2 separate regions of the Mus musculus genome follow, and region 1 is linked to region 2. A link is a contact called in public HiChIP or PLAC-seq data. All regions are on one chromosome and are shown on one strand. The core of a region is the stretch at or near the end of the contact, and the rest is flanking DNA. Distances in the headings are between cores, read along the strand shown. Region 1 holds the start of Gm48893 (a long non-coding RNA gene). Region 2 has its middle 130 kb from the start of Gm30034.

Region 1 (6,509 bases), core at 362-2,861, 140 kb before region 2:
GGTCCATCCATATGCACAGAGTCAAACATCAAAGGAGAAGCCATACTGATGGCAGTCTGATAAAAGACAATGCTTTAAGCATCCAGAAACAATGCTTTAATATTGATCACATTATCCTACAAGCGAGGACATGGTGAGGCTAAGCATTATAGTCACAAAAGGATGACATTTGTCCAAGAAATGAATCAATCAATGGGTAGAATAATGCTACAAGCAGCTAAAAGTTAAATATATACATTTATTTATATAGAAAACATATCATTTAATGTAAATATAAAATGTTATATTAAATTAAATATATAAATATTTTAGTAGATATTTAATAATTTATTTATATATTTACTATAATATAATTTGCTATATATTATATGGTCATATATACATATATAAATTCACAATATAAATCTACATATTTTATATAGAAAATATAATATAGACCTATATATTATATATGTATATATAAATATATATTAAATGTATATATATTTAACTTTTATCTATTTATATATTCTAGCTGGAATGAATATACAGACACACACACATTCTGAAGGAAATAGCAGGTACAGTGGCTTAAAGCTCAATATTGGGAACATCAAGAAAGAACTCACAAAATAGTAAGAGAGGAAAGGAGACAGAAAATGAGGATAAGCCAAGAATGACCATGTATTTTTGAGTAGTTTATAGAGTAGTCTAGATATGTGGTATTGAACAGGCTAACACTGCCAAGACCAATCTTAAAGAGAACAACAATTTGGGTATTGTATTCCTTTTGTCACGGTGATCAATAGCCTGAAAAGAAGCAACTTAACGGAGGAAGGGTTAATTTTGGCTCATGGTTCTGAGGGTGGAGTCTATCATGGTGTGGTTGATGGTCATAAGATCATGGTGGCTTGGACTCCTTAGATCTTGCAGAATAGGAAACAAAGACCTGGGCCAGATGTGGAGGAGTTCAAACCCTCTTCTAGCTAGGTTCCAAACTCAGATGTTCCACAACCTCCCAAAACAGTGCTACCAGCTGGGGAACAATTATGCTCACACCTAAGCCTGTGGATACTTTTATATGCAAATGTCAGCAGGAACTACTACAGGACAGTGCTTAACAGAGCCAGGACTCAAGAGTTCATTGAACCAAAGCCACAGCTTATAGCATGAAAGGGAGAAGCATTTGTGTGTGGCTTTTCTTTATTTGCACAGATACTCTTTCTTTGAGGAAGTGCTAAAGAACTTTCTTCCTTTTCATTTGAAAGGCTTATAAAAAATAAGACTCCTGACTGAGTGGAAGGCTTAGCTCAAAGAACCATGAGTTCAAGACCACACTCTAAAAAATAAATGAAAGGGGGCTGGGGAGGTTAAAACTCCCAAGTCAGGGAATACAATATGAAGAATAGCTTAAATTAACATCCTGTCATGGAGGAGGTTGGATTTTAGATGTCTGGAAACAAACCACTACAGCTTCGATCCACAAAATAAGAAAAGCCATTCTAGCTTGAAAATACAAACTGCTGTTATTTTTAAGTACCAGTCAAGGCATGATGCTCACATACCCATGGCACATAGGTTTTGATCACACAGCTTCCTATCCCTCCTACTCTGCCCTTACTCATTCCTTGTGGCAGCCACAGCACTTTCAAATGCCAGATCCTCCAATAAATTCCACTTTGCTTTAAAATTCCAGTCGCCTCCCCCTTCCCTGAGGCTCCTTGCTACTTTCTTGGCTTCTGCAGTTCCTCCAGGTTATTTATTCAAGTCTAGAGACCAGGATCCGAGTTCCTCAAGACAGAACAAGCTGCATTTGTCTTCTGGGTCTCCGTTACCACACTCAAGAGTATTTTCTAATTCTATGCATTTACCTGCGAGTTTCATTTATTTGCATACAAAAGGGAGCTACGCCCATGGAATCTTAACTATATGGTTGCCTAAATAAGACCTGAAGAATGTAGTCACCAAGTGACATGCCACTACAACTGGGGGAAACTTCACGAGGTTCCTCTCCTAGATGATGAACTACAGGCAGCCAATGGCTGCCAAGTGAGGGAGATTCCATTTTTTCCCTCAGGGAAAAGCTCCCTTGATAGGCTATCAAATCTCAAGTACAAACACATACAAGCAATACTAGATGGGTGCCATAGGTGGTATGTATGTATATGTATACATAAAAAGAGGGAGTGGGGGATATGAAGAGGAGTTTCCGTGGAGAGGAGGATAAAAACTATGTAAACACAGTAATCAGGTACTAAACTCTCAAAAGAATTTTAAATTTTAAATTAAAATAGAAATTTAGTTTCTACAGAAAGCCCACGACTAACCTGGTCTCCTACATCTTCAGCCCATACACACGAAGGTCCCTATCTCCTTAGCCCTGCTTACTGACACTCGTTATTTTAGACACACACATTGTGACCACATATTCTCCAATGAACTCCACTCTGTGTGTGTAACAAAGCATTTCTGTAACAAAGGCAAAGAAAGCAAAGCAGCAAAAACCACAGGAATATGTTCCCTGATTTTAACCCTGCTCCCAGATCAACCCCAGCTCCTGCCATGCATAGGGGTAGGTGTGGGGTCCTGTAAACCTGCCTAAAGTTCTTTACGGCTCTAAGAAAGTTCAAATATTCAGATTCTGAGTGAACTGGATGTTTGAAGGATGCTAGGCATGACCTATGCCTATCCTCCTTTGTTGGCCTACTTGACCAAAACCATGCACACACAGAAGCAGGACCAGGCTTTCTCAAAGCTCAGCCCTGTGCCTTTATTCTCAGACTATCTCCAGCAGGGGCAACCTGAACGTCCTGGCTGAAGCTAACACCACTTTTGAGGATAAGGTACACTCCCTGGCAAACTTGGACACGAGTACATCAATCCTAGAATTAATTGGATACTTTAGGATTTTTGCCTAGATCCCAGTTAACATTTTTCTCAACCTGGACAGAGACCATTGTCCTTTTATACGTTGATAAAATGAAAGCTATGGGTAAACTAAGCAAAAGAAGTCTCATTTAATAAAAAATGAAGCAGCTGAGAACCGGGACTAAAATCTTGTGTGTTACACAAATATAATTGATTAGCTCTTTGAAACTGACTGGAACCATCTGCTGGGGGGTGGTGAAGGATGGATACCTCATTAATGAAATAAAACTACTCTTACTCATGAAGACTTTCAGTGAACTTCTTGGCTATTTCCTAGTACAGGATTTGAGAATGAGCAGGCCACAGCTAATCTTGATCCTCATGCTAAACACTAGCTGAGTTCGTCTCAAAATATGGTAGACTTTTGTTCTTTTACCATACTAAGTTCTTCTAAAAAGTAGTAGAGGCAGGAATGCATTCTCATACAATGAAGAGCAAGGAAGGTATGTGCTTAGCTGTGTTAGAACTCGATACCTATCTAGTCCCATTGAATTACTAAGAGAAAATGAAGTTTTCTAGCATTTCTAGCATGTGCTCCACAGCTTAGCTCACCATACAAACCCTCTTTCCTGTACGGTTTTGGAGACACACTATTGGTGCCTAGTGAAGATGGATCTCAATGAAAGAGGAGGACCCCCGCCCCCACATACACCCTTGGTCTCACAGTCCTAAAACAGAAGCACAGAGACAAAACTGAATAGTTTGCCTCTTCCTCCGGAGTCATAATTCAAAGATGGTGAAGGAGAGGAGAGCCAGAAGCACTGTCTGTCCTGACCATTCAAATATGCAAATGACTTTGTTCTCTTCTTCCTTTTGAGGAAGCTATTCCAGGTGATTGCATATGAGATTTTTAACAAGAGAGCACTTGAAAAGTCAAACTATACTCAAGACAGTTACTGTTCAGTAAGGACTTATAAACATACTTTCCAAAAGTCCCATAAAGAGAGCAAGAACCAGCCAAGGAAAGGGTCTGGGAGATGGTTTTGATCTTGTGGCTGTTCTTTTCTCAAGACCTTAGGTTATTGGGAGCTTCTGACAAGGGTACGGCTTGTATTAACTACACAGAGACTTGTAAATGGAGGAGACCTTGGAGATCTTCAGCGAGAGTCAATCTGAGCCCTGTCCTTTACAGGTAGTTTTTGTAGGGTCATGGGTAAGCAGAGAGCTCAGAGTAGGGTTGCTGCTCATGATATTACCTGTGTATTTAAACCACCACCACCACAATTATAACAACAATGATGATGATAATGATTAGCCGCAGCAACAAAAGGAAAGCATAGGTCTCCTCCAGGGAAATCAAACTGTAAAAAGGGGTTTTTCTTTTGCACACACAAAAAAACTTTAATTAGAATCTTCTACTTCAGAACAAACTAGAAACAGGGAGTTTCAACTCTCTCAATTGAAGCAAGGTGCTCAAATTTGTGCCTCTTATTCCATTTCATCTAGAGGTTACAATGTGTTTCGAAGTTTCCATCATTATCTTTAATTGGCCCTTTTCAAGGCTAGGACACACAGCTCTGGCCTTTCCCACCTGCTTTAATTTCGTGTGTCAGGTCCATGTTCACAACTGGTATAGATCTGCTGTGGCGGACGGCAGGTGCTTACGGGGGACATCAATGCCAAAATAAAGCAGGTGTTAAAGCAATAGCTGATTGTGTCAAGACTGATAGTGTCACCTGCTTATTGTTAAATGTGCCCACAGAGGAATGTTTTGCAAGCAGTAGCTGACATTTTAATAAAGACTTTAAAAGCCTTGTCCACAAAGTTCATCTTTCCGACAATTAACAGCTGAGCATCACGCACCCCCACGCCGTTTTCTTCCTCCTCATCTTTTCATGTTTACTCTGTATTTGCACTGTTTTAGCTTTGATACAGGGGGAAAGGAAATCAATTCTTCAACATCTAAGGGAAATAAGTTACTATTTTGTGTAAGCTATTAATGTGAATTATTTTAGTAAGGATGAAAGATATCTAATACCAAAGTAGGACAAAGGCATCTTCCTAACCCACTGACTAAGTCGACGATGGTCAGGTAAGGCTCAGGAAGCTATAACCATTTCATTTGCTTGCAGAGTGCTTCCTTCTTTAAAACATCCAGGCAATGTGATAGCAACGGAAGTTGTCGCTGCAATTAAATGGCCATTTGGGTGCCTTTTCTTTTGAAATGTGTGTTTTAGATTTGATTCAACTGCTTCTGGTTTAAGTTCTAAAAGCTCACCACACTCCTGCTTGCTTTACATGAAGAACCATCTGGAAGTCTGACTCCACAGTTTCCAATCCATACATACATACACACACACACACACACACACACACAAACTCACACACCCTTACCTACCTAACTGCATTTGGAAAATGGCTCTTTTCAGCTGATGTCTCTGAAGATATCCCATCTTGCCCAACATTCTGTACAAAGTTATGTGCTTATTTCTCAAAAATAAATACTGGGCACCTCTCGACAGCAATACAAACACCAGGTGAACACGGTGTGCACACAGCCAGCTACATAAGTTGATGCTACATAAGTTAATGTTAAGGTGTTAGCGTCACCTGTACTCTTTTTGGCTGACAGGGTAATTTTTTTTGAAGTTTTAGGGCTTTTATGTTTTATTTTTAATCAGTTTACTTATAGTCCAAGTTCTTTTACTTAATGGGAAAAAAAAGCAGGGAGCTTCATTTCTAAATATAATAAATTATCTTTAACCTGATCTTGCCAATGGAACGTTAAATGGCAGGATCAAGGCAAAATTCTACCAAGGTGGCCAGTTTTGGAGTCCAAAGAGGTAGAAGTCAGAGGGAATAAGAATGCTGTGTTTAATCTCTGTCAGAATTTTTTTTTTTAATCAATCCCCCAAGAGATCCCTTCCCCAGTCTCCTTTAAGAAGAAACTATTAACGCTGCGGTGAAGATCTCAATAGATAAAAGCTCTTTAACCATCCCTCTGAGATCTGACAACCCTCTTAAGTTAACGAAACCGGCAGAGACGCTCCCCTTACCTGCCGTAAAAGCAATGCACAAACCTAGTCACTGCTGCAACTACTTCCTCAGGTCCAGAGCGGGGGGTACCTCAGAGTCCCAAGAAATGGGGAAACGTGATCACGAGAAAGCATGGTCATAAGAGGTCCGTGACAGTCGCTTTCCTCCAGGCGCTATAACCCCTTCTCTGTGCCTCTCACCGGCCCCCTCAGGTGAGCCGAGATCCGGAGCCTGTTATTTCTGCTCCATCAGCAGGGCAGCTGTTTTAAGGACTGTGCGGGCCCGTGGGCACCAGAGGAGGAAGACCCGTTAGCAGGCAGCCTGCGCAAGTTTCAGCTGGTGCATGCCCGCGACCCCTGGCTGCTCAGCTGCTGCTGCTGAGGAGGATCCAAAGCTGATCCTGGTGCAGTGATCGGCTTCCCGGCAAGGAGCAGCAGCTGCGCACAAGCCTGCTGCCTTCAGGTCTAGTGCTAGCTGCTGTGCCAAAGGAAGCTCTCGGTGTGCACACACACAAAAAGAGAGGCTGTCTACTGGGCATGCTCAGACCCCAGCTGTCTCTCCAGGGCCTGTCAACTCTTGACATCTCTAAATATGAAAAAGGGATATTGAGGAAGCTGTGTAAGATG
Region 2 (6,110 bases), core at 1,712-4,211:
TGCTTCTGAGAACGGCCCACTTCATAAATCTTTGCTCAAGTAAATTGGGCTAAATTAAATTTGCCAAAAGTTTTTCCCTTTATATTCCATACACAATCTTAAATGATGTGGTGAGGATAAAAACATTGCTCTAACAACGTAACATTACCCAAAAGAAACAAAATTGTAAAATCCCCGTGTTCTTCTGCCAGGGTTGAACAGATTCCAGCTCATGTTTGTTGTCCCTTCTAGCTGGCTCTGCCTCTGAAGCCTGGCTGGGTATTGTTACTTTCACTGATTCTCCCTAAACTGTGTCCCATTTCTAGGACTTCTGCACATCTATTATTCATTGCCTTTTAAAAATTAAGACAAAAATGCAGGACATTGCTACATCAAGTGCATATATGTATGGTGTGTGTTAAAAATAAATAGATTGTTTTATTTCAAGAAGCCAGGGAAATAACAATGTTGGTGTTTTGTTTGTTTTTTCTGTTCATAGCTTTAATGGACTTTCCTACAATAAAGAGAAGGTATATGTCTGCAGACATATACACATAGACAAGCATTGATTTCACTAATTTAGATTTTTTAATCAGTAAATTGGGTCCTGAAATATAATCACAATAAGGGATAGTTCTGTGCAGACAAACATTAAGAGGCTAAAGAAAAGCACTTATACTATACATACCTGAAATAATGCCAGGAGAGAAAGGAAATAGGTTGGAGCAAATGTAATATGGTTGTCTTAGAGTAAGAATAAGTATTAATAAGTTAGAACCCTAATTTGAGGAACATGGGTTGAGTTTTCCAATAGAAAGAGATTAAAGAGTGATGAGGAGAAAAAGGAAGGCATTGTGGATAAGAAGAAGAAGGGAGGCTATGTGAGCTGCTTGTTAAAGAGGGATACTGCTGAACAACAGGTGAGATGCTACATGATGAAGGCCCCTTGCTCACACAGGAATGTTGGATTCGGGTTCAAAATAAAAGGCCACTGTTCTAGGGCAAATAGACATCTGCAAGTGAGAAAAATATTTTAATAGGAACAAAAAGGACATCTCTTGGAATTTTGGTTAATGAGAGGTTTTTAAGAACATTTCTATGACAGAATGGGCAGGTGTCGTCATGGTGGACATACAAAAGGGGGAGTGTGACTTCATGATTTTGTAATTACATTAACGTCACAGGAAAGGTGGTTCAGGGGCTGCAATCCCAGCCCTTGGGAGGTAGAACGTAGCAGGGTCAGAAGCTCAAAGCCATCCTGAACTACGACTTTGAGGTCAGCCTAGAGCATGAGACGGCATCGCTCACAATGACAACAGCAACAGAAGGGAGGTGAGATGGTAGGGTTAGGCAGAGATTGCCAAGCCGATAAAGTACTTGCTGTGCAAACATGAAGACCTGAGCTCACATCCCATCTCCCTTGTCAAAAGCCAGGCATGCCACACATACCTGTCATCCCAGTGCTGGGAAGCAGAGACAAGATCTCTAGGGTTTGCTCACAAGTGAGTTAGACCAATGAGTTTCAGGTTTAGTGAGAGATCCCAACAATTCAGGTGGTGAGCCACTGAAGACGGTCCTGATGTCGACCTCTGGCTTCCACATGCACACACACACACACACACACACACACACACACACAAACAAACAAACACACACAAACACACTCATACACACACAGCACACACTGTTTAGTTTCAGGACTAAAGATTAGAATCACCCTTGTTAAAATACAGATCAACGATCTTCAGCTCACAGTTTCTGAGTCAGTAAGCCTAGAGTAACTCCCATGTTTGCATTTCTGGGAACATTCTGAGAGCCATTAATGAACCAATGGGGGATGATGGTAATGAAACTGATGACCAATGACATAAGAGTGGGAATTATCCACACCTCCTGCTGAACCTGGTGTAGAACCTTCTGATTTACAACACTGCATCATTTTGACTCTGGCATTCATTTCCTCAGTGAAACTGTGGACATTCAAGTCAATAAGCATAACGCCTCTGACTGTGGCAATGAATGAGATGAAGGTTTAGGAAAAAAAGACACTCTGAAAAGAAAATGTGTGTGTAAGGAGAGACTGAAAACAGGTGTGTAAAGGGAGACTGAAAATGGGTGTGTAAGGGGAGACTGAAAATGGGTGTGTAAGGGAAGACTGAAAATGGGTGTGTAAGGGGAGACTGAAAATGGGTGTGTAAGGGGAGACTGAAAATGGGTGTGTAAGGGGAGACTGGAGCATCAGTTCCCAAGGATGCAAGGAAAAGAGTTACAAAAGGGGACTACAGCCCTGAATTCAATAACGGTGTGTGTGTGTGTGTGTGTGTGTGTGTGTGTCTGTGTGTGTGTGTAAAAGGAGTCCTAGGTTCTTGACAATCCATTCTCGAAACCCCCTCTTATTCTCAAGGAAGAAGCAAAAGGGTGGAAACTTAAAAGGGAAAGTTAATAAGAGTACTTTGTATTTTAATTATCCTCAAGTACCCAGGTACTTAAATGAAGAGTTCCATGTACATATAAATTACTTCTGTGCCTTAGCATATTTGTAGAAATCAAAATGAGATGTTGTTCCATTTGAAATTTAAATAATCCTCTTGAGAAAATGCCAACCAGATTGCTTCAACCAGGAGCCAATGCATAAACATCTATTTGTTATTTGCGTGTTAATGTCTTAGGTATCTGAAGTAATTATTTTTAAATGAATTCTAAAGTCCCCTGTAATGCGATTTGATGTCCCCAAAATGATGTTTAAAAAGACAAAGAAAAAAAAAAAAACCAAACTAAGCAATATTGTACAAGATTGAAAGAAAGGAGTTCCCATTTTCAAACAAAATAATTGCCAAACGTGATACTTCATTGTTCGAAAAGGGCTCAGACATGCCTTAGCTTGCACTTTTTACCAGATGACAGGTTTGTATCCTTGTAGGCGACTTGAGTTTTTAAATGGTGAGTCAGTGAAGAAAGTTTATATGAGACTCCGAGAACACTGAAGTCGATTAAGAGGCGAAGCAGCTGGCTTTGTTCCACGGGCTCACGCTGATCGAGTCAGCCCGGGCTTGGCAAGGCAGCTGCTGGCAGAAATGCACAGTCATTTCACATTTGATTGCCGTTGGAAGTTCCCTGTTACCAGTATATTTTGAAGTTAAAGTGGAGTGGGGGTGGGGAGTGGTGAAGTAATCTCTAATACTTAACACTGTACATTGCATATGCATCAATCGAAGAAAAATGTGGCCAGAACCAGATTACAAGTATTTTTTTAACGATCCTTAGGTTTCTTGGATCTGAAATTGTTTTTCGAAACCAACGATATGATGAGTTAAGAATGAATGAAACAGAAACATACGGATTAAATTTTCCTGAAATTTTCGTGAATTTGGAAGGCAAGCAGAAAGGGACACTCAGCAAGATGCATTTGGGATCTAACTGAACTAACAGCATTGGAGACATCATCTGAAGGACTTTGGTAGGCACAACTCTATCACATAACTTCACTTTTATAAGCTGTACTACAATATAAAGAGCGGGATTAGAAGTTGCCTAATTAAAATTTAATGAAGACATAGAATCCAGCTTGTGTAGCAACTACCAAGCTTCACAGATAAGAACCAGCGTTCCAAAGGACTTAAGCTAAATGTATTTAAAGAACACATTGCCCACCAATGCTCAGCTCCCACAGATGGAGCAGGACAGGGGCAATTTATTTCCTGATCATTTCTTTCCACCAAACTAAATGAAATTCAAATAAACAAATAAACTAATAATTGAGATAACTAAAATGTCATTTAAAGACACACACAGGGTTGCTTATCTCTATGGATTTATTGGGTTTTGATTTGTTCTGACTTGTAGCATGTTTCCAAGATGATACCTTTGGTCAAATACTGAGCCACACAAAAGGACTTGGGTTGTTTCTGGTAGCAAGTAAGATGAAGCAGAAGTTTTACTAACTGGTATGTTAGGGGATCAAGCTCAGCTTCAACGTACTTTATAAGCATTGATGAGGTCATTAGCCAAATGATAAATGAGGAGAAAACACATGCATTAAAAAGGCAGATTCTTGTTCATGTGTATCTCCCTTCATATCTATGGTGAGGTGGTGGCTTTGGTGACAATCACCAAAGAAAACCATTTCCTGAGCAATTTGCTGTGCATTCGGTGTTCAGTTGAAAAGAGGTGATGAATATAAACTGAATACAGCGAGAAAGTTTCCAGAGATGGGAGTCTGAACCCAAAATTTAAACTTGCAATGCACATGAAAGAACATCAGAGTCAATAATTTACGTTGCATTTGTACCTGGTCCTCAGTCAATTCTCTCTTTTTGGATGGCAAGTTGGTTTCTAACTTCAAAAGAACAGTTCCTGGTGGTATCAAGTTCATTATCAGCATTCCACCTCCTGCCCAACAGGCTAGGAACAAGGATGGTTGCAAAGTGGAATGTGATATGAACTGGGGAGCTATTTATAACACAAACGCTGCCAGGTGTGTGCATTATTGCTTGAGCAAACTAAATTAACTGCATGCCTAACAGTTGAGATGTTTGAAAATCAGCCTTCTGATTTCTAACTGATCTGTAGATGTTATATTATTTTATATGCAGAAAAGGAGAGCTTGGCAGGAGCAGACAGCCGGGCCACCGGTGAGCAGGTTCGCTGAGAATGTGCCCAAGATACAAAGGCAGTGTTTTCCATAGGCCTGTCTCTAGAGAAGATATCAAAGCCACTCTGCGGGGACACGGGCCTTGATGTTTGCAAAGAAGAAATTCTGAAACCCTTGTTGAGCGATCAGGTTTGTATATTTCACCATATTATGGCACTTTCCTACAAAGCAAAAGCCAAAACCACAAGTGAACACACGTGTACCTCTTCAGACACAATGATTTATTTCCCCCAGGTAATGAGTGTGTTGCTGGCTCTTGCATTTACGTTCTTGTTTGGCTCCCTGTTTTTTTCTTGTTTCTATACAGCATATAATTCAGTGAGGCTAGAATGTCTCACTGTTACATTCGAATATGAATCCTGCCCACTGGCTCACTTGCTTCTTTGGTCCCAATCTGGTGGTGGAGCTACTCTGAGGAATGTCTCAACTTGGTGTCTATTGCTGTGATAGAGACCAAAAGCAACAAGGGAGGAAAAGGTTTGCTTGGCTTACGCGTCCCAAGTATAGATCATCATGAATGGAAGCCAGGAGAGGACCTCAAGGGAGGAACTTGGAGGTCGGAACTGAAACAGAAGCCAGAGAGGAACTCTTACTGGCTTGGTTTTCATCGTTTATTCAATTTGGTCTCTTATTCAATTAACCCAGAAACATCTGCCCAGGGTTGGTAATGTCCACAGTGAGTTGGGCCTTTCTTATATCAATCTTTAATCAAGAAAATGTTTGATGGAGATATTTTCTCAATTGAGGTTCCCACTTCTCAGATGACTCCAGCTTGTGTCAAGTGGAAAAAAATAAAACAAAACAACAGCAACAACAAAACACTATACAGCACAGAGGGCTCGTGGGACCTTCATAAAGTGGAATCCCATGGAGGAAGTTGGTCCTTGGGTTATCTGATCTCTCTTTCTCTGTCTTTGTATTTGTCTCTGTCTCTCTGTCTCTCACTCTGTTGTCTCTCTCTTGGTCTTTCTCATGTGTGTGTCTGTCTGTCTGTGTGTCTGTCTATGTGCCTACCTGCCTGGTTCCCTCCATCTCCTTTCTGGATGCAATAGAGTAAATGAGAAAGCTCATGGACCCCCTGCTCCTGCCATAATGTTGTTCTTTCTGCCCAAGAGCCTAGACCCAAGGAGCCATGAACAAACCCTCTGAAATCATGAGCCAAAGACATCCTGGCCTTTAAATTGTTCTCTCAGATAAGTTGGTTATAGCGATACACAAGCAACACTCTCATAAAGTAGAGCCACGGTAAAACCAAACGTACCATTTTCAATGCTGCCTGAAAACTTTTATTCTTACACTGACTCATTTCTTTCCTTCCATGTTTGACCTGAGTAATTAATTAATCACTTACCTTCCTAGAGTTCAGCTTTAAAAATAAACACAATCTTACTATTTTTGTGAGATTTATGACTTGTGTCCTGTCGGAGAGAGAAAAGGTATGGCCCCTGGAGCAGTAAGTGCCCAGATTTCCTTGTAATTT

The links. HiChIP or PLAC-seq counts read pairs in DNA pulled down with a chosen protein or histone mark.
Region 1: an H3K4me3 HiChIP or PLAC-seq map of the SCID.adh cell line shows a contact between it and region 2, with 14 read pairs. The contact joins two enhancer-like sites. A contact is called at or near these places in 5 of 484 Hi-C or Micro-C datasets (bone marrow-derived macrophages, epidermal suprabasal cells and extraembryonic endoderm stem cells) and 3 of 115 datasets of contacts at active chromatin or transcription factors (the SCID.adh cell line, bone marrow-derived dendritic cells and bone marrow-derived macrophages).

Annotation. Positions count from the first base shown.
Region 1 is chr10:26,695,178-26,701,686 of GRCm38.p6, reverse strand. It overlaps Gm48893 (a long non-coding RNA gene), which reads right to left and starts at 6,395. Exons shown (of 2, transcript XR_003948859.1): 1 at 5,904-6,395. Within about 2 kb of position 1,611, at least 2 of the 459 cell types and tissues checked have an H3K27ac peak or open chromatin away from gene starts, as enhancers often do. A contact at or near this core is called in the SCID.adh cell line, where this site is marked.
Region 2 is chr10:26,561,577-26,567,686 of GRCm38.p6, reverse strand. No RefSeq gene overlaps it. Among named protein-coding and RNA genes, the nearest start is that of Gm30034, 130 kb to the right of the region's middle. Within about 2 kb of position 2,961, at least 97 of the 459 cell types and tissues checked have an H3K27ac peak or open chromatin away from gene starts, as enhancers often do. A contact at or near this core is called in the SCID.adh cell line, where this site is marked.